Regions from separate parts of the Mus musculus genome. Here regions 1 and 3 are each linked to region 2. The links are chromatin contacts, called in public HiChIP or PLAC-seq and promoter capture Hi-C maps. All regions are on one chromosome and are shown on one strand. Each heading gives the region's core, a stretch centred on a gene start, on an enhancer-like site or on the middle of the called end of the contact. The rest is flanking DNA. Distances are from core to core; before and after follow the strand shown. Region 1 holds the start of Ikbke (inhibitor of kappaB kinase epsilon). Region 2 overlaps Srgap2 (SLIT-ROBO Rho GTPase activating protein 2). Region 3 overlaps Srgap2 (SLIT-ROBO Rho GTPase activating protein 2).

The links. Promoter capture Hi-C pulls out the DNA fragments that hold promoters and counts their contacts. HiChIP or PLAC-seq counts read pairs in DNA pulled down with a chosen protein or histone mark.
Region 1: a promoter capture Hi-C map of macrophages shows a contact between it and region 2, with 7 read pairs. The contact joins the promoter of Ikbke here to the enhancer-like site in region 2. A contact is called at or near these places in 2 of 39 promoter capture datasets (macrophages and neutrophils), 1 of 484 Hi-C or Micro-C datasets (regulatory T cells), 5 of 115 datasets of contacts at active chromatin or transcription factors (CD8 T cells, the HPC-7 cell line, acute myeloid leukemia and 2 more) and 4 of 9 other capture datasets (adipose tissue, liver, macrophages and 1 more).
Region 3: a contact with region 2 is called in an H3K27ac HiChIP or PLAC-seq map of microglia, with 6 times the contacts expected there. The contact joins two enhancer-like sites. A contact is called at or near these places in 6 of 39 promoter capture datasets (the C10 cell line, the HPC-7 cell line, cranial neural crest and 3 more), 2 of 484 Hi-C or Micro-C datasets (bone marrow-derived macrophages and epidermal suprabasal cells), 6 of 115 datasets of contacts at active chromatin or transcription factors (the 230-238 cell line, CD8 T cells, the HPC-7 cell line and 3 more) and 2 of 9 other capture datasets (adipose tissue and liver).

What each region holds. Positions count from the first base shown.
Region 1 is chr1:131,276,889-131,281,392 of GRCm38.p6, forward strand. Ikbke (inhibitor of kappaB kinase epsilon) reads right to left here and starts at 2,675. Exons shown (of 22, transcript NM_019777.3): 1 at 2,443-2,675; 2 at 1,811-1,899. The region is part of intron 1 of Gm51644 (a long non-coding RNA gene); the gene reads left to right.
Region 2 is chr1:131,382,787-131,387,207 of GRCm38.p6, forward strand. All of the region lies in intron 4 of Srgap2 (SLIT-ROBO Rho GTPase activating protein 2), which reads right to left. The region is part of intron 3 of Gm51644 (a long non-coding RNA gene); the gene reads left to right. Among named protein-coding and RNA genes, the nearest start is that of Ikbke, 110 kb to the left of the region's middle. Within about 2 kb of position 1,900, at least 131 of the 459 cell types and tissues checked have an H3K27ac peak or open chromatin away from gene starts, as enhancers often do. A contact at or near this core is called in the 230-238 cell line, CD8 T cells, the HPC-7 cell line and 10 more, where this site is marked.
Region 3 is chr1:131,490,837-131,495,441 of GRCm38.p6, forward strand. All of the region lies in intron 2 of Srgap2 (SLIT-ROBO Rho GTPase activating protein 2), which reads right to left. Among named protein-coding and RNA genes, the nearest start is that of Srgap2, 34 kb to the right of the region's middle. Within about 2 kb of position 1,790, at least 45 of the 459 cell types and tissues checked have an H3K27ac peak or open chromatin away from gene starts, as enhancers often do. A contact at or near this core is called in the 230-238 cell line, the HPC-7 cell line, bone marrow-derived macrophages and 1 more, where this site is marked.

The sequences.
Region 1 (4,504 bases), core at 1,425-3,924, 110 kb before region 2:
CAGACCTTTCTCTGTCTCCTCTTTCAGGCACTGGGGACTCAGAGTTTTTGCATCCAGGCCTGGGGTTGTCCCAGGAAGCTGACACAGTGTGGGAGGAAGGGCCCTGGGTCAGCAAAGGTCAGGCAGATCCAGTCACACTACCACAAATCTCCAGGATTGCAACATGAGCCTGGAGCCCTCACCCCTTCTCTGCTTTTGTGGCCCCTGACTTCCTACTGCTGAGAACTAACATCAGGCCACCAGGCCTTGCTCATTGCTTTACTAGAGGGAGACAGCCAAGGAGGAAGGATGGGAGGGGAAGAAAGGGAGGAGTAGATGATGTGGGGGAGTGTAAAGATCTAAAACCATCAAATCCAAGGGCTCTAGAGCTCCAGGGAAGATCTGAAACCCTCCACAACTCTGCTCCCCATCTTTGTGCTCATCCCGTTCTCTTCAAAATCTGGTTCCTCTAAAGCAAACGGTTCCAGAAAGTGAAGTCTCAAAAGTTACACTGACTGCCTGTCTGAAAAATAGGCCCAGAGCCGGTCTTTGGGGATGCCTGAGGCAGGAGCATAAGAAGGACCCCCAGCCCTAAAATGCTTTGAAATAAAGCTGCGCCCATCAGACAGAGCTCTAGGACCGCACTGGTGCTCAAACCAAAAGTGGTTCCATTCTGAGATCTTTGTTTTGTTTTTCGAGACAGGGTTTCTCTGTATAGTTCTGGCTGTCCTGGAACTCACTTTGTAGACCAGGCTGGCCTCGAACTTAGAAATCTGCCTGCCTCTGCCTCCCGAGTGCTGGGATTAAAGGCATGCACCATGCCCAGCTCCATTCTTTCTGCCTGTTTTTTTTTTTTTTTTTTTAAAGACAGAGTAGCCTAGACACCTGCACTGGTATTGAGGATGGTCTTGAACTTGTGTGTCTACCTCCTAAATGCATGGGTTATGAGTGTGTACCACTTTCCCCTATCACCTTGGTGCTGGGGGCTGAATCCTTGGCTTCATGCATGGTAGCTAAGCATGCCCTTTACAAACCAAGTGAGCTATAGCCCAGCTTGTAGTCTGATTTAAAAATGCATGGAGATGCGGGAGGTTGGGGTATGTGAAGTGGGTGTAAGGGGATGGGTGGAGGAGCACCCTCTCAGAGGCAAAGGGGAAGGGGGATGGAGTAAAGGGACTGGGAAGTGGGGGCAGCATTTGGAATGTAAATAAATAAAAACAAAAGAAAATGCAAACTTTGGAGAATGTAAGCTTTTGAGCCAGAAGCCATTTAAAGAGATCAGTAGTCACACCCCAGTTTCAGACAACACACACATGTTTGCTTTAGGCAAAGGTAAGGATGCTGATGAGACCTTCTGAAGGCAACATGAACGAGTTGTCCATGCTTCTCTGTATGGCTGAGGAGTCAGCCCAATGCAAGGCTCAGACAGGGCACTGAAGTGGAGGCCAAGGCTGCAGTCTTGGGAGCTGGGTGCAGCAGATTGTGTCACCTTCAGCTGGGGGCAGCAGATTGTGTCACCTTCATGACTCTACCTAGGCTGGTCCTCAACCAAGCCCTGCTACTGGGGCAAAGCATAGCTGCAGTCAGGAAGGCGGGCAGTGAGGTGCACAGAACAGCATCCCAGATGGGCAGCATGGCCCTGGGTTCTGTACCTAGAAGCTCTGATTGTGGCACATCTGGATTATCTCTGGATCATCCTCCCATCCACCCTCCCATCCCCAAGACCCTCTGTGCATAGAAGGTGCAGCACAGCAGCCTTCTGTGAGTCAACGCCAGCCTGCCCACAGACTCCTATCCTCCTCGGGGGCTCCTCTGTGGCAGATACACATACCTGCACTCCAAGTGGCTCAGAATCAGGCAAAGACTCTCCCTGGCAAGTGTGTGTTTTGCTTTCTGTCTGGGGCAAGTCCAGGAGCTGAGCTACACCGGAAAGAGAAGGGTGGGTGGATGAGAGGCCCCTTCGTGCTGTTGCTGTGCTGTTTGATTCTCAGCCCCATCAAAGGCCACCAGTCCCAGCCCTTTAACTTGTTCCTGTTGTCACCTTCCCTACAGTTCTTGAAGCGAGCAGAGGGGGGGGGGGGGCGGTGTCCAGCTTCTTTCCAGCTGTTCTGGAAACCTCTCCTGGTTATTTGGGCCCCAGGGGAAAGATCCCAAGCAGAGGCCAGTAGAGGCCCCCAAAGCTGAACCCCAGCTTTGCATCAGCATGTTGAGAAGCAGAGCCCAGGAGGGGAGCTTTTTTTGGCCAATCATGGTTCTTCTCAGGGCCATCATGGTCCCTGCCCCTCACTGGCCTCCAAGCAGTCCGTTCTGAGAGTGTTTTCCCACAGAGGGAGTGCAGAACACTACCAGGCTCCCAGCAACCACAAGAAAAACACAGGACTCGGGCATTCAGCTGAGTATTGACTTGAAGCTGCCCCACTGGCTTCCCCACACCACCCTCCTCCACAGACACTACACACTCACCCCATCTCCTATCTCAGTTGCAGGGCAATGCAGACTTGTGGAACTGGGTGGCACCCCCAGGGATTCAGGCCTTGAAGTCAATCCTGGGCAGTGCCTAGAAGATCCTGGTAGCTATGGGGCCCCCCAGGATCCACAGGCAAAGCAGGTGATGGTCTTGAGCCTGAAGGTCTCTTTCCTGCCTCTCTGAGAGCAGTGGGGTACCCAGTCCCAGGCTCTTAACTATCATACTTCCTGATTCACTTCTCTCTCTCTCTCTCTTTCTCTCTTTCTCCCCTCCTCTTTCCCTCCCTTCCTCTCGCTCTTAAAGGGACAGGCATCTCAACGGCTGCCACACACACCTCCACTCCCCCTTCAGTAAAGGGAAAGAGGATTCTGTGAGTTGTCAAGTGGAAGCCATAGGGCCATCGCCTGAGCCACAAGGAAGCCAAGAACGGAGGCTGGGGGCTCTGTGACAGGCCACTGAGTACTATGCTGGCATCTCTGGAGGGAAATTCAAAGCTCTGCTTAAAGTTAACTAAAGAAGTCCAACAAGTTAACCAAGTTGAAAACTGCCTAGAAAGAGCCAGGACCTGTGCTTGCCCCTCCTAGAAGCTGGACAGGACTTATCTTCCTTTAGAGCTTTCAAGAACAAGTACACACCCAGATCATAGCCCCTACTCTGACCTTACACACAGCAAAACCTGCTCCCACCTGGTGCCGTTTTCTGACCACAGCCACTCAAATGCACTGTGTGCTTTAGGTAGTATGGATGGCAGGGGGATGGAGAATCTGGGAAGTGGTTTTTTTTTTTCAGACCATGTTTGATGGTATCAAGTTCTGTACACCTTTAGTAATTTGCCCACCTTCCCAGCCATAAGCCAGTACTCCAGATATCCTGGGAAGCCGGGAAGGGGGGCTGTGCTGCTCTGGTCAGCTCTGAGTGGGCAGTTGGACAAGGGGTTAAAACCCAGGAAATTCCATGTTTCTCTAGAATGTTGGTGGGACTTTCCCCTGGCCACACCTGGTGATTTCCTCTGCCAGCCCCACCCCACCACAGGGAGGAGAGGCAAGAACAGGCCCGGAGCTTGTCGCTGACAGATCCACCCAATGATAATGTGACAGCTAGAGCCCTTACAGTGGCTTTTCACAGTGAGGCCAGGAGGGGCAGACCTGAGGGTTCCACACTCCAGCCTGTGTGTTACAGGTTTCCACCTGGCAAGAACATGGGGGATTGCACTTGTCGATCATGGACTTGGAGAGGACAGAAGCATGCATTTTCTCTAGCACATTATTTAACAGGTGCTGTAAGACCCCCTTTTCTAGCAAGGTGGACCTGTTCAATGTGGCTACTCCATCAGTCTAGAAAGTCTGGGTTACTTTTATGGTAAGGGTACCCCTCAGGCCCACGAGGTATTTGCAGTGTCACTTTGACCATGCTGCAGGCTATACTCATGTTCTTCCATGAACCTGCACTCTTACTCTCCTTTCACTGGCAAGCCTATTCTCCTTTTCCACCCAGGGATTTTCACACCTTTTAACACAAGAGCCAAGCCTAGTATCTCCTGTGAAGCAGGCACTGTGCTCAGGACAGAAAAGGGAGACATGGGCATCTAATCCCAGAGATGCGGGATGCTGGATGTGATATGAAGGCATGGCAATGCATACTGAGCAAACAGTGGTTTTGTGGACCTTGTAGGGGGAGCAGGAAGGGCTTGCCAGCCTTGCTGGGTGCTCTGAGTTAGGCAGCAAAGGAGGACTAGTGCAAGCATAGGAAGCAGGGCCAGAGGTGCAAAGAGCATGAATTGTTCGGGGCTTTGTACCTGGGACACTAGGGATAGCCAGCAAGGTGAAACTGTAATAGATGGTACTTTGCCTGGAGACTCTGGGAGGAAACATCCTTGGTGTGGTCAAGATATAGGACTGCATGCCTGTGTCCCAGCTGTGTGTGTGTGTGTGTGTGTGTGTGTGTGAGGTGTGTGTGTGTGTGTGTGTGTGTGTGGTGTGTGTGTGTGTGTGTGTGTGTGTGTGTGTGGTGTGTGTGTGTGTGTGTGTGTGGTGTGTGTGTGTGTGTGTGTGTGGTGTG
Region 2 (4,421 bases), core at 650-3,149:
GTGTGGCCAGAGGGATACACTGTGGGACACACTGTGACATATTACAGCTTCCACAATGAGATGTTTTCTATGCTTTGCTTGTTTTTTGTTTGTGTATGTTTTATTTTGTGGGGAAGGTTGTCAGGGCAAAGGGCAGACATGAGGGGATGGGGAGATGAGCAGGACTGGGGTGCATGATGTGAAACTCACAAAGAATAAAAAGCTAAAAACAAAACACAACAACAACAAAACCAAACCAACCAAACAAAATAAGAGCCCAAAGCTATTAAAATATAAAATCACTGAGAACTAATGGAGGAGCAATCTCTCTTGAGCAGCTTACGTCTGGCATAGACTCAAAAGTGTTACATTCATTAGCAATTGCAGTGTTTTGCTTGTACCAAGTTTACTATCCTTTGCATCAGAGTCCAGTAATGAAAGATAAAGACTTTTCCTATTTTCCCACCATTACTTTGGATTGGATTGTGTTAGAATGCCTAATTTTAGAAACTGCTGCTTAAATTATAAGAATGAATGAACATCTCTTAATAATAAGCTTAGCTTACCAATAAATAGATACAGACTAGATGGATACATTAAAATAATAGATCCAAATTTCTGTAGTCTTTAAGGAATACACTTTACTGGTAAAGAGATTAAGAACAGAAGAGAATCTATCAAGAAATGGCAGCTGGAAAACAAACTGGCATATCTACTCTGAAATCCAACAAAGTAGAAATCAAATCAAAATTAGAGGAGATAAAGAAAGCCATTACATACTAATAAAGGGAAAAATCATTAAGAAGATATAGCTGTAAAATATATACAAAACATTCTAGCTTCCAATTTCATAAAGTAAACCCTGATGGACATAAAAGGTCAGATAGGTCCCACATCAATAATAATACAGAGTGATTTTGATACCTCATTGTCCTCTTTAAATAAGGCATCCTACTAAAAATCACCAAAGAAGCCTCAGGACTAATCTGCACCATGGTTCAAATGGACTTAGCAGATAGACAGAATATTCCATCTAAAAGCTATAGAATAGATGTTATCAGCATCCCACGTACCCTTCTCTAAACTATGCCATGTTCTAGCCATAAAGCAAGACTTACAAAATATAAAAGAACTAGAATGATTAATTGTATCTTATTCTATCAAACAACAAAACAATAGTAAGAAAAACCATAGAAATTATTTTAAAGTATGTATGTGGAAAAACACTCTAAGATGAGAAATCAGAAATTTAAAAATTCTTAAAAATCAAATGAAAATAAAAGTACAACATACCAGGAAATTTGCTAGTTCTAAGAAGAAAGTGTATAGCTATGAGTACTTATATTAAAAATATATGAAACAACAACAAATAAACAATCAAACCTTCAAAGCTAACAATGTGCTTTGGGACCTTAGAAAAAATAAGAATATGTCAAACCCCAAAGCAGTGAACAGTAATATACAATAAAGAGCTCTTTCTCTTCCAGTCCTAGGTGCTGAAGGCGAATGTCTACTTATTTCCAAGGCTGGACATTAGAGGCATAGAAACAGTGTCTAGGTGACTTTGGGTACCCTCAAGTAGACTGGGACATACAAGGAACAAAAGACACAAAGGCAAAGAGGACACAAATCTCAGGACATAACATCAACTCAGGAAGAAAAGCAAGCAAAGGCTTAAGAAAGCAAAAGAAACAGCATAGTAAGTGCTTGCAAGCATCTGCCCTCCTACAGTATTGAATCCCAGGAGCTGTTAAAGTAGGAAGAATGCCTTGTGGTTCTCAGATGGCTGGGCTGAGACATGAGGTGACAGAGCTCATCTGAAAGTTGGCATGTGAACACCGAGAGGAGGGAAACACCCGGGTAGGAAATGAAACAGTCAGCAGCACTCTACAGGAAATGCCTAAATGAGAAAACTGCTGATCAAACGAGAAAGAGGAACTTAGCAGTACAGCCAGTTCATCAGGAATCAGTGTACTGTTAGAAGTCTTCATTTGCCTTAGAATCCCAGTCTAGAGAAAGGAAGAGGCTCCAGGGGTTTAATCATGAATATAACAGTCTCTTGACACTTCAGGTACCATGGTTGGCTCTAAGAGGAACATAATGCCAACTTTAGAATACTGAGTAGATCTCCCCAGGTGCTGTGCTGGTTTATATCTTCTTGTCTTTGTGCATGCCAATTACAGTGGCAGCTATTACCATCAGTCATGGCCCATGAACACTTTTTAAAAATCTGTATCCTTCTGGATAGCACGTTCCTTCTCACTAGCACCTTCTCACATGAAAATCATTCAACTGTGAGAAGGAAAAGGCCAGAGTTTGGGCTTGTGTGTGTGTGTGTAAATATTTACTATTAAAAGGCAAAATTAGTAACCTCTTGTGAGGTTTTAAATATATATATATAATATATATGTAAAATTAGTGAATAGTAAATCAGCAATAGAATCTGGGTGGGAGTCAGGGAAAAGATATTGTTAAATAAGCAGTAGAGGGTTAATCTATAGTAAACGTTGGCAAGTCAAGAATATAGCCCCATAGGCTGTCAAGATGGCTTAGTGGATAAAGGTATTTGCCACCAAGCCTGAAAACCTGCATTTGATTTCTAAGATTCAAGAAGTATTAGGAGAGAACTAATTCATGCAAGTTGTCCCTTGAACTCCACATTCACACCAGGCATAAGCACCTGTACACACACACACACACACACACACACACACACACACACCCATGTAAAAAACAAAAACTAAACTAAAAAACACTTTCTAAAAGAATTTATGATGTAAGATAAGAAAATCCACAGAATCAACTAACCTGGACCCATAGGGGCTCACAGAGACCGAACTGGCTACTAGGGAGCCTAGATAGGACTGACCTAGGCCCTCTGCATACGTTACAGTTGTGTAGCTTGGCATTCTTGTGCAACACCTAACAGTGGGGGCAAGAGCTTTCTCTGACTCTGTTGCCTGCCTGTGAGACCCTTGCTTAGCCTTAATAGGAGAAGAGGTGCCTAGGCTTATTGCTATTTGATATACCATGGCTAGTTGATATCCATAGGAGGTCTGTGCTTTTCTGAAAATATTATGGAGGAGGAGCTGGGAAATGGGGTGGGAGGAAGGGGAAGGACTGAGAGGAGAAACTGCAGCCAGGATTTTTGAATAAATAAAGAAACAAGAATACATGCTATAGGCTGGGTTTGATAGTATACACCATAATAATCCCAGCACTCAGGAATCTCAGGCAGGATGGGAAGTTAGGCCTGCCGTGGCTGCATGGTGAGACCCTGTATCAAAAAGGAAAGCAGAACAAAATATTAAAAGGAGAATACAAGTTGTAATTTATGGTAACCACTAAAGAGATAGTGTCACTAGCAATCTAAGAGGAGGAAAACTCTGTAAACCATATAAAAAGAAGGAACGAACTCATCTGCTAATGGGTTACTCGGGCAAACAGACTGAATTCTAGTTGTCAATAGAGGAGGACTTGATCACAGAGGGTAGCACCACGTTTTTGGTGGGTGATGGTATGTACTGTCATGTGTCTTAATTTTGGTCAGTTCAAAGCTGCACTTTTCAAGAATACTCCACATTCTTTCCTGAATATCCAACCTTCTCTGAGATCATTTCCATTCCATTTAAATATTATTTAGAGTCAAGGATGGTGGCACAGGCTTGTAATCCCAACATTTCTCAGTGGCTAAGGCAGGAGGGAAGTCCAAAGCTAGCTTTGGCTACATAGCATGAACATAAGTTTTTATTATTTCTTTCAGTGTAGGTCTGCTGGTGATAGGTTTTTCATATCTTCTTATTTGGAAATCTCATTAGTTGGCCTTCACTTCTTAAGGATACGTCTTTCTACTGCCTCCTATCTTTCATTGTTTTCTATTGAGAACCTAACAGTTAACTTTGTTGTTGCTTCTTTGAGTGCAGCTGTAAGACACTTCTCTAACAGCTTTCATCAATGTAACCATAATTCACCTACACACAACTTTCTTTGTATTCATCCTACCTGGAGTTCATAATGTGTTTTTACTCTGTAATAACTTCATTAGTTGTAGACAGTTTATAGCCATTTTTCTTCAACTAATGCTTTCTTCATTCTTTTTTTTTTTTCTGCTGGAACTTCAAATAATCACACTAGGCCTGTTCATGTCTGATGCTTTTTTTTCTCTATGTTCATTCTTTTATCATTCCGATCTTCAGGATAACCCATCTTCAGCTTTGTTTAATCTATATATTAAGCTTTTCTTTTAGTTACTACATTTCCATCATAAAATTTGGTTCTGTTTTTATTATTGATATGTAATTCACATAACATACGATCTGCTAGTTTAAAATATTCAAAATTCAATAATTTAATGTCACAAAGAACTTGTAAACCATCCCACTAATTTCAGAATACTGTCATCACACTAAAAGAGACCTGATAACTGTTAGTAATCACTTTTC
Region 3 (4,605 bases), core at 540-3,039, 110 kb after region 2:
TTAATGCTTTGCAAAGATTCAATGAGACAGGTATTTTTAAATACTGCTGCTGAATTAGGTAAGCAAGACAGCAATAAAAAAGGACAGTGGTAAAACTTAGAAATCTGGACGCATTCTGCATTTCACTGTTCAAATATATTTAATAACTTATTTCATTAAAAAAAAGCCTTAGGAGGTTGATGCAAAGGACCAGGGGCTCAAGGTCAGTCTGAGTTACTTAGTGAGACCTTGTCTCAAAATAGTAAAATGAAAAACAGCTAGGGATATTCCAATGGTACAGTTCTTTTTCTGCACATTTGAGATCATAGGTTCAAACCCAGAAAACGAAAGAGTGACAGACACACACCACTAGCCTAACTGCCCTAGATAAGATGTCTCTAATACACTTCCATGTTTCTCTTAAGTTGATAGCAAAATGAGGTTATGTCCCTTAAACAAAGCCAATTATGTAGCAGAGAAAAATTACCTGAGACATATTAAATACCTCACATAGTTTTAGTACAGGTAAAAAATACTGAATTTTGGCCCTATTCCAGAGACTGAGATGCTAATGTCTGTAAAAAAGAATCTGTACACTGACTCCTGGCAGCCTGTACTAAGTGTTAAGGTTTGGCCACATGTGAAATGACCTCTGCTATTTAAAAACATCTCAGGTGAAGTAGAAAATCTATAAGTACCCAGAGAGAGAGAGAGAGAGAGAGAGAGACAGAGAGAGAGAGAGAGAGAGAGAGAGAGAGAGAGAGCCCTTCCCAAGCCCCTTTAGTGTCACTTAAGATAGTTGTGCTGGTTTACAAGGAATGCTGGATGTCCACACTACGTAACAAGAATCCTATACTGAAACTGAGGCACCATTATTTCTCACCAGAGCTATCTGCTATCGTGACGCTGTCAGTCAAGGGAGGCAGTACAGAGACTTGTATCAAGGGAAGTGTATACTAGCAGAAAGCCCTGTGTGTAAAGGGGGCTTCAAAGGAGTTTCAGTCACCCGACAAAGCCATTACAGCAAATATTTAACACACAGAGGTTCACACTGGTGGAGAGGAGAGAAACAACTACTGCTACCCCCTTTTCCCTTTAAACAAAAGGTTTGAGAGAATAGAAAAAAGAAGAAACTAGAAAGGGCCACATATGTTAGAAGGTTGGTTTAATCTTTACCTTTATGGCAAGGTAATTTTACAAGCACCATTTAACTTTCTCACTAGACACAAAATAGAGTAAGTCGGTTAATGCCTTCATTCTACACTTCCAACTCGACAAGCACTTGTTTCTTCTCCAGAAAATTAAATTGATTCTCACAAAATGATACCCAAATGTGTGCTTTCAGAAGCAGATCCCAAAACAGATGGGATTCTCAATGGGAGGATGTAAAGACATTTCCCATTTCAATTTGAAGTTAAGAATTGGTGGGTTTCATTTTCTTCATTAGGGGTGGGCCTAAATGACTTCCAAACTCCCTCTCCACCTTCGACTACGTGATTTTAAAAGAACAAAAGGAAAAGATTTTCAATTATAACCGTCAGATTTTAAACCAAGCATTAGCAAGAAACTCTGACTTGAGAACTGTCAATCAGTGGAAAGGATTTCAAAATAGTAGAATCTTCTTCCCCAGACACAGTTAAAAATAGTCTAGACAGCCATCTGTCTTGGTGGGGTGCAGCCGTTCCAGAAAGAGGGCACCAGAACAGAACCCGCTGTCCACCCAGGGTGTCTGTGAAGAAGGGATAGGGCTAAGCAGCACAAAGGAAGGGACAGAAGCCCATAGCAACCCAGGGACAGCTGCAGAAAAGGGAAGTGGCAAAGACTTCCTGTGGAAAGAGAAGACTTAGATTGCAGGGAGGACAGAATAAAGGAAACAAACAGACAAGACAAAAACAAACACTAAACAAACACATGAAATAACACCTAACTCTGAGATCTATGTGGATGTTTGAACCAACCTGCTTGCTACTGACAGCAGCTCTGTCTGGTCCAGCGGATAAGAAGCTCGGCCACAGCTCCTTGAGGAGTTATTGTTCCCTTCTCTAGTTCCCAAAGAAGGGTACACATGAAGCCCAAATGAAAACCAGGAACTGTCTAATAAATTCACAATCTCCCTGAGTAACCAACAGTACCTACAGAGTATCTCTGGGAAGTTTCCCTTTAAAATCCAGGGCCTCCTTTCTTCTCCCTGCTACCTGCATTGGCTATTTGTGCTCCAAGCTCCCCTGCCATCTTTACTATTTCTTTCTTAATATTTAATATTTCTTTCATTGTTATAGAAACAATATGCTCTCTTGGAGTATGGAAAGAGATGAAATGTTCCTGGACCATTGGAAACATAACTCCAGTGGGAAATGAAGAAGAAATCACTGCAATAGCCTGTGACCTCTACAAAAGTAGACCTGTCTTTTTTGCCTGCAAAAATGATCAACCATTTGCTCTCTCTCTCTCTCTCTCTCTCTCTCTCTCTCTCTCTCTCTCTCTCTCTCTCTCTCACACACACACACACACACACACACACACCTTCTCTGTGCAGTTATCCCCAATGTACACATGTGGTGCTTTAAACTACTTTGTTCTTATCACCACTGTGTCTTCCTAAAGCACAACGGAGTCAGTACACAGACTTCTGAGAACCAAGCTTTACTGATAGAAAAAACACAGGAAGCCAACTCTTTTCATGTCTCCATAATACAAAAAGTTCCTACAGCGGGAAAGAGGGCAGTGAGGTCAAAGAGTCAATATCAGAGATTCACCAAGTCAATGTAGCCAGCTCACTAAAGAGGAAAGCAAGGAATGGCCACCAATTGTTGACAGTCAGACTCAAGGGAGTACAATGAAACCAGTACCTCAGGTTCTCTACAAAATATTATTTCTGATTGTTGCCAGCAAGGGAGAAACCTGAAGCTGAAGCATTAGTCTGTTTTGTTGCTGTTTTACTGTTCTCAGAGTCAGAGAAATGTGTAAGCTAACTAGAAGAAAATTCATTCTGTAGGGACCAAGAGTAAGGTGAGTGAGTCCTTACAGTGGCAATCTGAGTCTATTATTACCTTGTAGATGGGGCTTCACCTTAACAAAAGGTACCAAATAGGAAATGATGGCTAAAAAGATGGGTCCAGAAAACTCAAAGAGCCCCAAAACAAATGAAGGTGATAACCTTCATAGCACAGAGATCCCCAACACCCAGAATTAGTTACCATATGGAAGCAAACCACACCTAGAAAAGTAAAAACTGCATTCTGAGTTACTTTCTGTGAACATTATAGAGGTTTAGCTAAAGTATTCATATCTTCGCTTTGCTAGGAACAAGGCCAGCATACTGACACATAACAGCTCTAGGAGCAGTTATGGTCCAGGGCCAAAACCTTCTGGGAAGAAAAACCTCTGATTCTCTGCAATGTTCAAGATTCTATGACCAAACTCCAGGACTATGAGAACAGCACATTGGAAAGTGTCTGTCCTCACTTACAACCTTATGGACACAGAGCAAGGGCTTTTCTAGGACCTGCTTTACATAGCTATGAAACCGAAGGTTTGCTCATTTGTCAGAGCTGGGATCTTTAAAGCCCTTGGGATTCAGTCACCTGATATGGAATTCAGACTAATTAAGGCCCCAGGGTGCTGCAACTAAGCAGCAGAGAGCAGGTTTCCAAGGAGGAGGCTGAATAGACATACAGAAGTAGAACATCCTCTAGAGGTCATCTTCTCCACCAGCCCACCACTCTCCTCCAACACTCTGCAGGCTACAGGAAAGCAAGTGCAGACAATGAGTGGGTGTCCAGTTTCTCAAGCTCACCTGGAAAGAAGCCACATTATCTTTCAATGCCCCGAAGCTGCAAAACCTCCAAGGAAGAACTCAATAGTATAACCACCCCACTAGCTTCCTATTCAGTCTCATAATTCAACATGATGAACCTGGCACACTGCCAGCCAGGACTGCTCCAGAAAGATACAGATGAAAGATGTTAAATCAGAGTATGGGAGTGCGAAAAGAACACTGGATGAGGCAACAAAACAATGAACAAAGGGAAAAGAAGCATTAGGGTGTGTGTGTGGGGGGGGGGGGATGACACAAATGTTCAATATGTAGTTAGAACATATCCTAGTGAAAACTTGTTGAACTTTAAGTTTAAAAGGTTATGCTTGAGAGAGAGAGAGAATCACATACATTTCAATAAAGTTGGTTGGATGGTTGGTTGGTTGGTTGGTTGGTTGGTTGGTTGGTTGGTTTGGAGACACAGGCTTCCTATGTAGCCCAGGCTAGCCTGGGACTCTAGATCCTCCCTCTTTAGACTCCTGAGTGCTGGGATTACAGGTATGTGCCATGGTACTTGGCAATTAAGTTGTTTTGAAAAGAACTAGGTGTCCTACATTCTACTCCTACCCTTACTACTTAACTTGTCAGTGTCACTTAGCCTAATGCTTCAGTTTTCTCACCTTTTAAAATGAGACTAATAATTTCTGTAATGAAATAATACATATAACCTCATTTTTATTTTTAAGATTGATGTGTGTGGACAAATGTGAATGTGCATGTATATGTGCATGTGTGTCTGTATAAACACATAGAGGACAGAGGACAAGCCTGAGTGCCATTCTCAGGAACACTGACCACTTTCTTTGAGA